Regions from separate parts of the Mus musculus genome. Here region 2 is linked to region 1. A link is a contact called in public Micro-C data. All regions are on one chromosome and are shown on one strand. The core of a region is the stretch at or near the end of the contact, and the rest is flanking DNA. Distances in the headings are between cores, read along the strand shown. Region 1 overlaps Gm40009 (a long non-coding RNA gene). Region 2 overlaps Rbm38 (RNA binding motif protein 38).

What was found. A called contact is a pair of places that touch in the nucleus more often than the background predicts.
Region 2: a Micro-C map of the G1E-ER4 cell line shows a contact between it and region 1. The contact joins two enhancer-like sites. A contact is called at or near these places in 3 of 484 Hi-C or Micro-C datasets (all in the G1E-ER4 cell line) and 3 of 115 datasets of contacts at active chromatin or transcription factors (embryonic basal ganglia, forebrain and stem cell-derived neural progenitor cells).

What each region holds. Positions count from the first base shown.
Region 1 is chr2:172,498,923-172,505,916 of GRCm38.p6, reverse strand. It overlaps Gm40009 (a long non-coding RNA gene), which reads right to left. Exons shown (of 3, transcript XR_867064.2): 2 at 6,375-6,488. Among named protein-coding and RNA genes, the nearest start is that of Gm40009, 8.1 kb to the right of the region's middle. Within about 2 kb of position 3,521, at least 16 of the 459 cell types and tissues checked have an H3K27ac peak or open chromatin away from gene starts, as enhancers often do. A contact at or near this core is called in the G1E-ER4 cell line, where this site is marked.
Region 2 is chr2:173,033,830-173,040,823 of GRCm38.p6, reverse strand. Rbm38 (RNA binding motif protein 38) reads right to left here. Exons shown (of 4, transcript NM_019547.2): 4 at 6,090-6,994. Among named protein-coding and RNA genes, the nearest start is that of Gm36337, 14 kb to the left of the region's middle. RefSeq lists an enhancer at 3,984-6,026. Within about 2 kb of position 2,428, at least 47 of the 459 cell types and tissues checked have an H3K27ac peak or open chromatin away from gene starts, as enhancers often do. A contact at or near this core is called in the G1E-ER4 cell line, where this site is marked.

The sequences.
Region 1 (6,994 bases), core at 2,272-4,771:
TACTGGTGGTAAGGAGGAGATACCCGTGCCCCCAAAGAGTCTTGAGAGTATAAGGCCCAGAAAGGAAGCTCCTGGCTCTTACCCTTCATAGCCCATTCACTACCCCATGCCCATGAGTGGAAAGATTCCTGTCACCCACCCCAGCTGAGTCCCACTACTTATGAAGGACCAGCAAGCAGCTGAAGCCCAGTCCTTCCTATCTATAGCCCACATGTGGCCTGCGATACTAGTCGGGGAAGCCAGTGTGTAGTTATTCTGCCTTGCTTGCCTTGTGAGGGTGGAAGCCAGGACTTCCTGCATTTTGGATGAACTCTGCCACCGAGCCCCACCCTGTGGCTTTGAGCTGCTATGGGGAGGAGGAGAATTCAGGGCCAGCATCTCCCCTGGGAGACACCTGCATCTCCATCTCACCCTCTGCTCTCAGCAGGCTGTTCCAAGTCTCCTGGGGCAGCAGGGGTTGGCTGGGGAGAAGCTGGGGTATTTCCAGTGAGAGGCGTCTCAGCTCCTCTCTGCAGAGTGCACTGTCAAGCAGGAAGGAAGGAGCTGTCCTTCCCAGCCCTGAGTATTGCCCAAAGCATGCAGGTTCTCTGGTCCTCTGGTTCCCACAGCAGGGTGTGGCACAAAGCTGTTGAGGTGCCTCCAGGAGCAGAAAAGGAGACTGTGTAAGTGAGTACAAGTGTTTGTACATGTGTGCCTGTGTACGTGTGTATGTGTGTGTGTAAGGGTGAGCGTAACCATACATGTATATGTGTGTGAGTGCATGTGTGTGAGTGTGTATGTGTGTGAGCTTGTATGTATGTATGTGTGAGTGTGTATGTGTGTGAGCAAGTATGTGTGTTTGTGCATGTGTGTGTATGTGTGTGTTTGCACATGCCTGTACATGTGTATGCATGTGTGTGAGTGCATGTGTTTGAGTGTATATGTGTATGTGTGTGCATGTGTGTGAGCATGCATGTGTGTGTATGTGTGTGAGCGTGTATGTATGTGTGTGAGCAAGTATGTGTGTTTGTGTGTGTATGTGCACATGCCTGTACATGTGTATGCATGTGTGTGAGTGCATGTGTTTGAGTGTATATGTGTGTGCATGTGTGTGAACATGTATGTGTGTGTGTATGTGTGTCAGTGTGTATATGTGTATGTGCATGAATACATTGTGCAAGTGTGTGTGTGTGTGTGTGTGTGTGTGTGTGTGTGTTACTGGGAGTGGAGCCTGGGGAGGCCTAGTCATGCTTGGCAAACCCTTTGCCCCTGAGCTGCGTCCTCAACCCAGCAAACCCATTTTATAGCTTTCACTTCACGTTGAAATATAAGAATGGAAATGTTGCGTGGGTGAAGCGCTTGTTACACAGCGTGAGGACACAGATGCAGGTCCCCAGCACCCACAGAGTTGGTAAGGAGTGGACGCCTGTAATCCCAGCAGTGGGGTAACGGACAAGAGGGTTCCTAGGCCTCCCTGCTGAACAGTCCAGCTGAATCGGCAAGCTTGTGGTTCAGTGAGAGTCCCTGTCACAAAAAAGTAAGGGCAAGAGAGGAGTGGTGTGGTGCTGCTGGTATCCAATGCTAAATGCTGGACCCTGAAGATGTGGGGAGCAGATCCTCCGGTACCCGAGTGATGCCATGGGAACCAGAGCTGTGATTGGGCAGTGGAGGGAGAAAGGTGGGATGCCATGGGAACCAGAGCTGTGATTGGGCAGTGGAGGGAGAAAGGTGGGACTGGAGGTTCATGAGAGGGGTTGTAGGGAAAGAGAGAGAGAGGAAGACGGGGAACAGAGGAGGAAACCACTATGGACCAGAACTGTGTGACCAGGAGGAATAGCCAGTAACAAGGCACGTTATAACTGGGGAATAAGTTAGCATAGCCTTAGATATGCCCAATCTAGGCTTATGGCTTGTAAGTAAAATAAGTGAATTGTGTCTCTTTTATGTAGGCTTAATTAGGATTATAAATTCCTACTACAGAAGAGTAACTGACTTCTGGCCTCCCCCTGCATGTGCAATCCCTGTCACATGCTCATGACATACACACACACACTCAGATACTCACCCTCAGACACACACACTTAGACACTCAGATACACACAGAGAGACACACACACAGACACACTCAGACAAAGACACACATACACACACACGTGCACACACATTCAGATGTTCACACTCAGACATATACACAGAGACACACACTCACACATATACACACTCAGACATGGACACACTTGGACAATAATACAGACACACGCAAACTCAGATACTCACACTCAGACATACACACTTAGACACACAAATGCATACACTCAGATACGCACAGAGAGACATACACTCACACATACACACACTCAGATACAAGCACACTCAGACACACACACACATGTACACACACACACACACACACTGAATAGAACTGAATGAGAGTAATCATTTGACCCAGGTTGCATAAAATACCTAAAGTATTTTTGGTTTGTTGTTGTTATTTTGTTTTGTTTTATTTATTTCTGAGACAGGGTTTCTCTGTGTAGTCCTGGCTCACTCTGTAGACCAGGCTGGCCTCAAACTCAGAGATTCTCCAGCATCTGTCTCCTGGGATTAAAATCACGAACCACCACCATGCCCACCTCTTACCTAAAATTATATAAACTCTGAAGATAGCTCCCCAAGAGCACATTGCTCCCGAACCCAGAACGCCTAACTGTCCCTTCTCCCACTTTCTTGAGACAAAGTCCAATGGATTCCAGGATGGCCTTGAACTCTGTAACTGAGGATGGTCTTGAACTCCTGACCCTCCAGCCTCTACCTCCCAAGTGCTGGGCTTGTGCCCTGCATCACCACACCCAGTTTAAACTGCTCTAGGGATCAGATCCAGGGCTTCATGCACAGTAGGTCAACATACTGCGAATCACCCGACCCCAACCCTTTCACCCCACTGCCTTCCGGAACAGCTCAGAGCCTTTTGTGTGTGGATCACACACGTCAGTGGTGATGAGCCCCTTGCCTGGAGTCCAGTGGAGACTGGGCAGCTCTCACCAAGTCTTAGCCTTACAGAGATGTCCAACATGGCCCATGGGTTGTGAGAACATGCATGTATTTATTTTACGTGGCATTCTGACACTAGTTGTCATCTATAAAGCTCATACTTGAGAACTGGACAGAATTACAATATCATAAAACAAAATCTTACGATGTTCTTAGATCTTGTGTTGGATCACAAAGCTGTCCCAGAAGATAAGTTGGATACCCCCACACCACGCTATCTTCCCAGGGCCAGTTTCCTATCTGGGAGATTAGCAAGGACTCTGGGAAGGTAAGACAGCAGAGCTATAAAGTACAGATTTTCAAGGCTGCTGCAGAAGGAGCTGTTTGCCAGATGTGGATGAAGGGCTGTGACCTCAGACACACAGTTTGCAGCTGCCGCTCACACACACGCAGTTCCTGATAGCTGCGCGGTGTCCTGAGGGGAGGCCTCTCTTCCCTCAGCCTTCCAGTTTCCTCTTCTGAAAATCCAGGGAGTGTTGGGCAAGCTCATCGCCAGATGCCTTACATTCTGCGCACCTGACACATGCCTCGCAGCGCAGGCTCCATTGGAGGGAGCTGGCCGTGAGCAGGAAGAAGCCCGGCGTGAAGGGAGGTATGACTTCTGGCCTTACTAACTTCATTCCTGAGCCCCGCTCGGGAATACCCTGCGGACTCACTATCTTCCTGGTCAGTCCCCACCTGGAGTTTGAAGCCCCAGGCTCTGAGTTCCAAATTCAGACCCCAGAACTGTGCACACATGTGCTGACGGGAAGGACACCAGGCCTTAGTGCAGATGACATGCAAATTCATGACGTCAACAGCACTTTTTTTTTTTTTGGTAAAGAAAATCATTATTATGTATGTGAGCTAACTAATTAAATAAAATAAAATCAATGTAAAATGTTGCCCGTTGCTTTCTTTTCACTTCTTCCTCTCTGGAGGAAGGCCGAGGCTGGTGTGTATGTGTGTGTGTGTGTGTGTACTCCACAGCCCCAGCCCCCAGGAAGCAGGAGCAGGAGGGTCCCTGTAAGTTTGAGGCCAAAACACAGATATACATAGATATACACAGATACATATACATGCAGACATACACAAAGATCACACACACACACACACACTTTCTTGAGACACAGTGATGGCTTTCAATTCTCTTCTCCTTGGGCCTTTACTCTGAGAGGTGTGTCTTCAGTTGTATCGTTGGGAACTGTGGCTTGGGGTTGTGAGGACCAGGAATTGGTCTCAGCCCTTACATTGGGACTTTGGAGAGAAGCCTTAATCCTGACTCCAAATCCTCCCTCCATGCGTGAGCCTAAAGCATGGGGGGGGGGAACGCAATGCCACAGTTTGACCACAAGGTGGAGAACTAAGGCTAAGCGTTTGCTTGTAAGGCATTTCCATTAAAGAGTAGGTGTCAGGAAGGGATGGCCAGGGTCTTCTCCCTCTCTCTCCCTCTCTCCCCCTCTCCCTCTCTCTCCCTCTCTCCCTCTCCCCCTCTCTCCCTCTCCCCCTCCTCTCTTCTCTCTTCTCCCTCCCCTCCCCCTTTCCCTCCCCACCCCCTTCTCTTTCTGTGTTTCTCTTTTTGACCCAGGGTCTCATTACATAAACAATCTGGCCTCCAACTGGCAGAGATCTGCCGCCTCTGCCTCCCCATGTTAGGGTTAAAGAGGTGTATTCAGCCAAACCTGTCTATTTTTTTTTGACACAGAGACTTGTTACATAGACCAGGCTGGCCTTGGGCATGTGGTGATCCTCCTGCCTCTGTCATGAGTGTGTGAGATTGTGTGTGAGATTATAAACAGGCGCCACTTGGCTGGGGCCACACCCTAGTCTCTATCTCTAAGCCTGCATCTGTTTTTGTAGCCATTTGCAGAGATCTTAACACAATCAAACAGAAAGAAGCAATGGATACACTGAAGTATCTTGGACTTCAAGTATACCCGGGCTCTGCTAATCCCTCCTCCTTCTGCAGCCAGCACCTGCGGCTCCCCGCACTCCCACAGTCATGGCTGTGGCTGAGCAGCCTCAGCTGATAAGGGAGGCTAGCCATGGGCACTCCAAAAACCCGTCCTGTTCCACTGTGGTTCTGTGATTCCACAAGTGGGAGACGTGTCTGGTCTTGTGCCTGGTGGCAAAATGAACTACCCATGAGGAAGAAGGGTAGACTAGTGTTCAGGATGAACAAGACCTTAAGAAAGAAAGAGAGGGGCTGGTGAGATGGCTCAGCGGGTAAGAAGAGCACTGACTGCTCTTCCGAAGGTCCTGAGTTCAAATCCCAGCAACCACATGGTGGCTCACAACCATCTGTAGTGAGATATGACGCCCTCTTCTGGTCTGTCTGAAGACAGCTACAGTCTACTTACGTATAATAATAAATAAAATACAATTAAAAAAAAAGAGTAGTTGAGAGAAAGAAAGAAAGAAAGAGAGAAAGAAAGAAAGAAAGAAGGAAAGAAAGGAAGGAAGAAAGGAGAGGAGAGATGGGGCGTGGAATGCCTGGAGGTTGACCACGCACAGCTTCGAGGGGTCTGGGCTAAGAACAGTTTCATCCTTCAGCCTTCATCCATTTACCCATAATTCCTACCCCACCTCCAGTGTCTGTTAAACACTTGGAACACAGTCACTGTGATGTAAAGTTAACCTTCCAGGGGCTGGAGAGATGGCCCAGCAGTTAAGGGTATTGGCCGCTCTTCCAGAGGAGCGGGGGTTCAATTCCCAGCACCCACACAGAGCCTCACGATCATCTGCTCCTCCAGTTCCAGAGGATCTGAGACCCCTTTCTGGTCTCCCATGGCACCCCACCCACATGGGGTACAGATATACATCCAGAGTCATATACATAAAATAAAGAAATAAAAATTTCAAAAACAGATTGCTAGCATTCCTTCTAGGCTCCGCTCCACAGTTACCTGGCAACAGCACGGTGTGCCAGACTCACTATAAAAGAGGCTGCTTGTCCCCTTCTCACTCTCTTTTTTTTGTTTGTTTGTGCGTTTTTGTTTTTGTTTTGGTTTTGGTTGTTGTTGTTGTTTTGAGACAGGGTTTCTCTGTATAGTCCTTGCTGTCCTGGAACTCACTTTGTAGACCAGGCTGGCCTCGAACTCAGAAATCCGCCTGCCTCTGCCTCCCAAGTGCTGGGATTAAAGGCGTGTACCACCATGCCCAGCTCCCTTCTCACTCTCTTACCCTCTTACTCTCTGCCCCTTCTCTCCCAGCCCCGACTCTCTCTCTCCCCCATCCCAACCCCCCCCCAACCCATATGTTCCTGGCCTGCCTCCCCTCCTCCCCTCCCCCTTGTCTTTCTATATCTCTACTCCCTTCTCAACTCCCCTCCCCATGCCCTAAATAAACTCTATTTGATACTATACCTGTCCTGTGGCTGGTACGTCAGGGGGAAAGGGATGCCACAGCATGGGCCGCAGAGGCACCTCCTCCAACCTCACCATACCGCGCTCTATCAAACATCTCTTTGGCTCCTTTTTCTTTTTTATAAAACACAACACATATAAAGTCAGTGTTGACAGTGTGCTCAAGCTGTCTAAAATACCAGACATGACGTCACAAACAAGACTAGGCCTGGGTATACGTCAGACCCCAGGCAGGCAGGTAGCTACTTAATGCAAAAAAGGCAGATGAAGATTCTCCAATCTGTCACTGGAAAAACTGACCACCCACTGAGAAGAAAGACAAACCCAGTGTCCATCCATTAGACTCTGTGTGAGAAGGTTTTATGTGTGAACGAAGTGTGCATTTGATTGACCTCTGAGTCACACACACACACACACACACACACACACACACACATTCTCATTTGTGTGTTCTTTCTGTTTCTGCTCAGCAGAAAGGAAGGCTCATGGCAAGGGCAGATATTGTTATGCAAACCTGGCTTTCCAGATCCTTCTCCGGGAAGAGGGGTAGATGACTCAGTGTTTCCCTCTGACTCGGTTTTGATTTGAGAGATGTGTCAGGAGAGTCTGGAGGAAGTGAC
Region 2 (6,994 bases), core at 1,179-3,678, 540 kb before region 1:
GTCAGGGAAGGGCACTGAGGGCAGAGGAAAGTGCATGTGCAAAGGTCCTGTGGTTGAGAGGTGCTCTGGCCAGGAGCACATCCCTCCTGACTGCTCTCTCCACAGACATTATTAAGCACCAAGTGTGTTCTAGACATGGTATTTGGGTTCTGGAATGACAAAACCCTGTTCTGCATTGGGATCACAGGGTCCAGCTGAGTCACACTCCTGGCCCTCCAAGGCCAGTAAGGCCCTCCAAGACTCAGTAAAGAAGTGCTGGCTGAGGCCTTCCTCAGCCCCTCCTTAAGCCTGACACTTTCTACAAAGCTCCGTCCACCCACCCTGAGCCAGGATCTCTCTGCAGGTACTCTGCATGGCCCCAGATAGTGGCACTTATGTATGGGAGATTCTGAGGTGCTCCCCCCGCCACAGTGCTCCCAGACACACAGTAGGCTGTGCCTGCTTCCCAGACAAAGGTGAGTGTGGGTGTGACATGTCACCTGTCTGCCATGCCCAGGCCCCACGCCCCCACCCTAGCTAGATTCCTGCGACTCAGGGCTAGATGGTGCCACCCCATCACTTTTTGTTGTTCCTGGACCCCAAGTGACCCATCAGCCTAGCCCCTCAGTTCCTCCTTCATGAATGTCTATTTTTGTTTCACGTGTATTGGTGTTCAGCCTGCATGTGTATCTGAGGGTGCCAGATCTTCTGGAACTGGAGTTATAGTTACAGTTGTGAGATACCATGCAGGTGCTGGGAATTGAACCTGGGGCCTCTGGAAGAGCAGCTAGTGCTCTTAAATACTAAGTCATCTCCCCAGCCCCCAAATGACCTCTTCACTTCCAGTTGGCCTCCCCTCCAGCCACTGTGGACACATCCCTCCAATACATCAAACCCCATCCCACCAGGACCTGTGTGTGTGGTGTGTGCTTCCTTCTGCCCCATGCATGCTCTTAGCATGCACTTCTCCGTGGCTCTTCACAGAGGCCTGCCTGATAAGACCCAGAGGCGAGTTCACCATCGCATCGCTCCCTCTTCCATCCTTCCTGCCACTCTTGACAAGGGTCCAAGTCATGTGCTCAGGAAAGTGCAGTTCATGTCCAGGTAGAAATGATGCATTTGTTGGGGACCTGGGACACACTGGCGCACTGTTTGCTCAGAGGTGGCATCCGCTGCCCTCTGCTCCTGATGGCGAGTGTGAAGTCCTCTCTGCAGAACCTGGGGTGTTCTGGGGCTCATCATCTGCAGTCAGTGGTAAGGGGGTCCACCTTTGCACTGAGCCAGCCCTCAGCCTCACAGGGGGTCAGTGTGGCTGTAAAAGACAGGGTATGACCCACCTTCCTTGAACAGTTATGTAAACCTGGCTGCAGGAGATGTGTGTGTGTGTGTGTGTGTGTGTGTGTGTGTGTGTGTGTGTGTATGTGTGTGTTGCTGGGGATGGACTCCTGGGCTTTGTCCACCCCAACTCTAACACTGAGGTGCATTCCCAGCCCTCCAAGGAGGGGTTCTAAAATACTTTTGTGTACAGTTTCCTCAATTCTGAAAGGTGCTTTTCTGCCCCTCGGCTTCAGTTGTTATATAAGGAACTCCCCCAAACTTTGTGGCTTCCTGTTATACGCTCCTTTGTCTCTGCACAGGGCCTGGCCCCAAGTGCCAATCCTGCATCCTGTGTGGTTGGAAGCTGAGGCAGGAGGATCTCAAGTTCCAGGCTATAACCTGGGATATAGAGTGAAGCCCTGTCTCAAAAACTTAACTAAGAAAACAGCCAATATCTTCTGTGCGCACACAAATCATTCCAGCGCTTCTCTCTCTACTCTCTCTCTCTCGTTTAAAGATTTATTTATTATATATAAGTACACTGTAGCTGTCGTCAGAAGAGGGCATCAGATCCTATTACGTGTGGTTGTGAGCCACCATGTGGTTGCTGGGATTTGAACTCAAGACCTCTGGAAGAACAGTCAGTGCTCTTAACCGCTGAGCCATCTCTCCAGCCCCCATCACTTCTCTCTGTGCGCACACAGACACGCATGCACAAAACCACCCCACTGATTCTCTATCAGAGTATGTTTATCTGTATTGCAAGTGACAAGTATTTGTTGATTTACTTACATTCCCTTTGAGACAGGGTCTCACTGTGAAACAGAGGCTGGCTCCAAACTCAAGGTAATCCTCCTGCCTCAGTCTCCTGAGTACTGAGATTATTTATAGGCTTAAATTGCAAAACCCAATCTCTATTCTTAAAATTCCTCTAAGAATGCCCCCATCACCAGGCAGGGGCCAGCAGGTGGCACCCAGGGCTTTCTGAGCCGTGGGTCATGCAGGAGCTGGGGGTGGGGTGGTATAAGCTCCCCATCTCTGTTCTCAACCCCTGTGAGCAGCCAGAGGTAGAATACCAGGCTGATAGGCAAAGCCCGACTCTTTATCAGCAGCCCCAGGAGGTACTGGGAGGGCAGGTGCCAGCCCCTCCCCCAGCCCGAGGAGACACCCAGAACACAGAGCTCTCCGAAGCTGTATCTAGACACACCAACCTGTTTCCTGGGGTCCTGGCTCAGTGTTTACATGTCTGAGGAAAAACACCAGTGTGACTCAGCAGGCAGGGAGGCCTGTGAGTGGGGGCAACACCCAGCTGGCTGTGGGTGAGGTGGAAGACACAGGGTGGTGGCCTGAACCAGGACCTAAGGTCTCACATGGCTAGATTCAAGGTGCTTGGGCTACAACGGGCCCAGCCACTCTCCAGCACTCTGGCAGCATCTGGGCACTGCTGGATCTTCTGTGCCTTGGATGCCTATCTGGCACAGGAATGGCCAACCTCCCGTGGGATGCCAGGGTCTCAGGGACATGCCAGATGAGCTCACCAGTCCTCAGACTCCAAGGACAGCCTGAGTTCTGGAGACAGGAGGTTGGAACTGGTGGTGTTGCTGTGGATATCTGGAACTATGGCTACTCTCTCAGGGGAGCAGAGGCCTTAAGCTCAAATGGTTTCATGGGAATCGGGTGTAAATCTCACTTCTGCTGACTGCCCAGTCTTTCTCGGGGCTCTGTGAGATGAGTACCGACCTCACCTCAGATTCTACTGGGCAGCTTACCTAAGCCATCTCCTTTCATTTCTGTGATGATCCAGGGAGGTGGGACGTGGTAACTAGTCAGTTTACAGGAGATAGAACTATGGCTGGGTCAATCACCAAGCATCAGGACAGCTGCTGGGGCTCCAGCCCTCATGTCCAAGCTCTAGAGTGGTAGAGCCAGAGACGGCCTGCACATTGGCCCCTCCCACTGTAGCCTGACTGCAGTAGGTCTGTATACTTGATAGAGAAATGGAGACATGAGGAAGGATGGTCACCATGTCCCACCGGGCACTCTTGGGTGCCAGCTGGCCAGTGGACCACAACATAGATGTATAGGCAGGTCAACTCTGCCCCAACCCAGCTCCCTTCAACAGAGAGCTGTCCATCACACTCCCTGGGCGGGAGCTCAGTGAGGAGCCGAGGCAGTGGGAGCAGAAGCATGGGCAGCTACAGCCCCAACCCTGCCCAGGATCACAAATGCCTACACTGGGACTCTGCCCTCTGAGACAAGGGAGATTTATATCTGAGGACCAACCTCTAGTGCAAGGGGAAGCAATTGGCTCTTGTTTAAAACAGACAGACAAGGGCGGTGGTGGCACACACCTTTAATCCCAGCACTTGGGAGGCAGAGGCAGGCGGATTTCTGAGTTCGAGGCTAGCCTGGTCTACAGAGTGAGTTCCAGAACGGCCAGGGCTATACAGAGAAACCCTGTCTCGGAAAAACAAAACAAAACCAAAAAAACCAAAAAAAAAAGCCACAAAAGACAGACAGACACGACAGACAGACACACACACACACTTGAGGACCAGCTTACAACTGATCCTAAGAGCCTCACAGATGTTACCAAGACCCCGTTTGGCTCCCAGCTCACCCTCATCAGCCTGTCCATCAATCAACAAGCCCTGCCCCGCCTCCCTGACAAAACTCAGGGTTATCTGTTCCTAGCCTGCTTCCTCCAGAAAAGCCCCCCTTCCTCCAGAAAGCTCCTGTGGCTCCTGTGACCCAGACAGGGCCCACATCCATTCCTGACCCAATTGCTGGGGTATGGAGCGTGAATGACTGCTCAGCTGGGGACACTAGGTGGCAGGAGGGGGCCCCTTGACCCCACCCAACCACTGGGCCCAGGAAGACTGAAGCTACTGCTAGGCAGAGTGGAGTCAGCCTAGCTTGTGCAGAGGAAACTGAGCCCAGGAAGGACCTGGGAACACACACATGCAAGAGCCCAGGGGACAGAGTGAGCCCGGTGAGGCCTCTGGAGGTGATTTTACAACCACTGTATGGCTCCCCTCCTTAGGGGCCATGACTGCATTGGAGTGCAGGACACTAATGAGTTGGGGCTAAGGAAAGTACCTAGGGCCACAGGCTCCAAATTCAGGTCTCAGGACTCTCTGGGCCTGCATGTTCCCACCCCTGCCAGTCTTCAGGCTGCAGAAGGCCACTCCTGAGAGTCCTCAGCTTGAGACACTGGCTAGAGGCAGTCTTCATGCTTGAACAACAAATAGGATCTGACAGTGACTCGCACATCTTGAGCCCTGAGAGATTCACAGGGGTGGGTGCCCAGGGATGGAGATCCGGGTGAACAGAGGTAGGTCCCCAGAGAAAGGTGGAGACTGCGTGGCCGACCAATGTGGCAACTGGACCTTAGTTAAGCTCTGGGCTCTGGACAAACACTGCGAATGACACCCAACTGAACTTTCCATATAGGATAGCAGTAGGGCTCAGCTCACCTCTCTTGCCTGCTGCCCACCTGCACTTAGCTAGAAGAAAAAGCTCCAGCAGGGAGTAGCAAGTACTGTCCCTGCAGAGAGAAGTCCAGCCCAGGGCCCTGGGTCCTCCCTTCCTGTTCCTCCCAACCAGATCTGGCCCCTCCCCAAGTGACTCCAACTCAAACTGCAGCTGCCAGAGTCCTTACCTACCACACAACACAGATGGCACGCATGGGTCCTGTTCATATTATCCGGGATACCTGGCCATGGGGTATGCGTGCGCATATGTTGCTTTGCAGATAACTGCAAGTGTATACCTGAGCCGAGCCAGATATCTGTATCCACACAGTTGTGTGTGGAGTTTTTGTGTGTATCCTGTGTGTCCCCAGGCCATGTACAAATGCACATGTCCATGGTGGAGCATCAGTCTGTAAGCATGCACATGCATGGGCGTGTGTGTCCCCTGGGTTACACTGTGCACCAGGTCTGTGCTGGCACCTGGAGACACGAATGAGAGAAGTCCTGTCCTTGGGAAAAATCCCTGTTCTGGGACGTGGCCTCTCCTACACCAGATCTTTCACCAAGCTATACCAGGGCCAATGGTGACTCTGCTGGGAAACTGTCCTGTAGCAAGAACAGCAGGTGTCATCACCCTCACTGATGGTAATGTGGTGTGCCCCTGGCTCAAAAAGGCACCTCCAACTTTAAAGTCTCTTAGGCTTGCTCTGTCAAGACCCAGGAGGGCACTGTCCAGACCAGGGGGCTTCCTGCGGGCCTGTTCTTGTGCTGCCACCAGCTGATAAGAGACAGGAAGTATACTGGCTTCGAATGGCCTTCCTGATAACCCTGGCAGTGCCCGCCACCCCTCCCTGGCCCCACACTCTTATCTTCAGCAGCAAATGTCAGCTGTGGGCTGAGAGCCCCACAGTGACCTCCTGACCCTTCAGTGTTTGCAAACTGACACTTAAGAGGTAGAGGCCTGGGATGAAACCAAACCCAGGCCTGTCAGCCCAAACGGGCATGGGCCACAGGAGCAGGGAGAAGGCACATCTCTAAGTCAAATCAGAGGGAAACCAGGGACAGTGCAAGAGAGCAGACCCAGGCCCCCGTCTAAAGACGAGCATCAGGTCAACAGTGACCGTCCCCAGTCTGCTGCTGCAGATACCTACCTTATGGGGCTGGAGCCCTTCCGTTCAGAAGGGGCACACTGGAGCAAGCCCTGCTGGTCACTGAAGCTAGTGATCAGCAGAGGCTGAAGCAGGGTAAGGGTTCCATGGACAGCTGCCAAAAACCCTGGACACAGGACCACCTTGCCATTGAGAAAAACCTCAAACCACCTTTTTCTTTAAAGAAAACAAGTTTTATTTTTTATAATCAGAACATTCTAATAAAAATATTATTATAACATTACTCCCTCTGTCCTCCAGGCCTTGACTAACAGGCATGCTGTGGAGTTCCCGCCCGCACACTGGCTCCCTGAGGTAGGTGTGGAGGGACCCACTGCCCAGCCTGCGGGCAGCCCATGCTGCCAGAGATACCCACTCCTCCCCTCCTAGACGTGGGCTGGACCTTCTCTCTGTGCAGCTAGGTCAGACTGGCACAGGTGACAACGGGAGGGTGGGTGGGCAGAGCCTGCTTGAGGGGCACAGGGCCAGGAAGAAGGCCCCCATGGCACAGCAACAGACACCTGAGAACTCGCCCTGATGGGCACCTCTGCAGGTGAGGCGGGCAGCATCAGCAGACAGGAGCCCAGGGCCCTGCAGGGCCGTGGTCTGGTAATGGCAGCCCTGTGGGGAGGGGGAGCTCCATCAGCGACACTGGCACAGAGAATACTGTCATTGTCTCCACAGTGAACTACTGACCAAAGCCAGTCTCTAAGTACAAAACAGGTTTGGGGTTCTCGGTGCTGATGGTCTTGCCTGCATGGCAGAAAATTCCCAGCAGGACATGGCACAGTGCTTCGACTGAGGGGCAACTGGGGGGAGGTGGGGTCAGGAACCCGGATCCACCAAGAGGACAGTTCCCAAAGAGGAGGGAGGACGTCTGTACACGTCCCAGAGTTAAGGCACCTGGCACGGAGTGGCTGCAGAGCTTCCAGAGTGAGTGTCCCTTCCTCCTCAGGCCCTTCCTCAAGCACGGCAGGGCTGCAGAAGAAACTTGCTGCTGCCTTCAGGGCAGGTGGGCCCGGGGGCCTGAGGAGACCCAAATGGTGGTGGCTCCAGAGGCTGGCAGGTGGCAGCTGT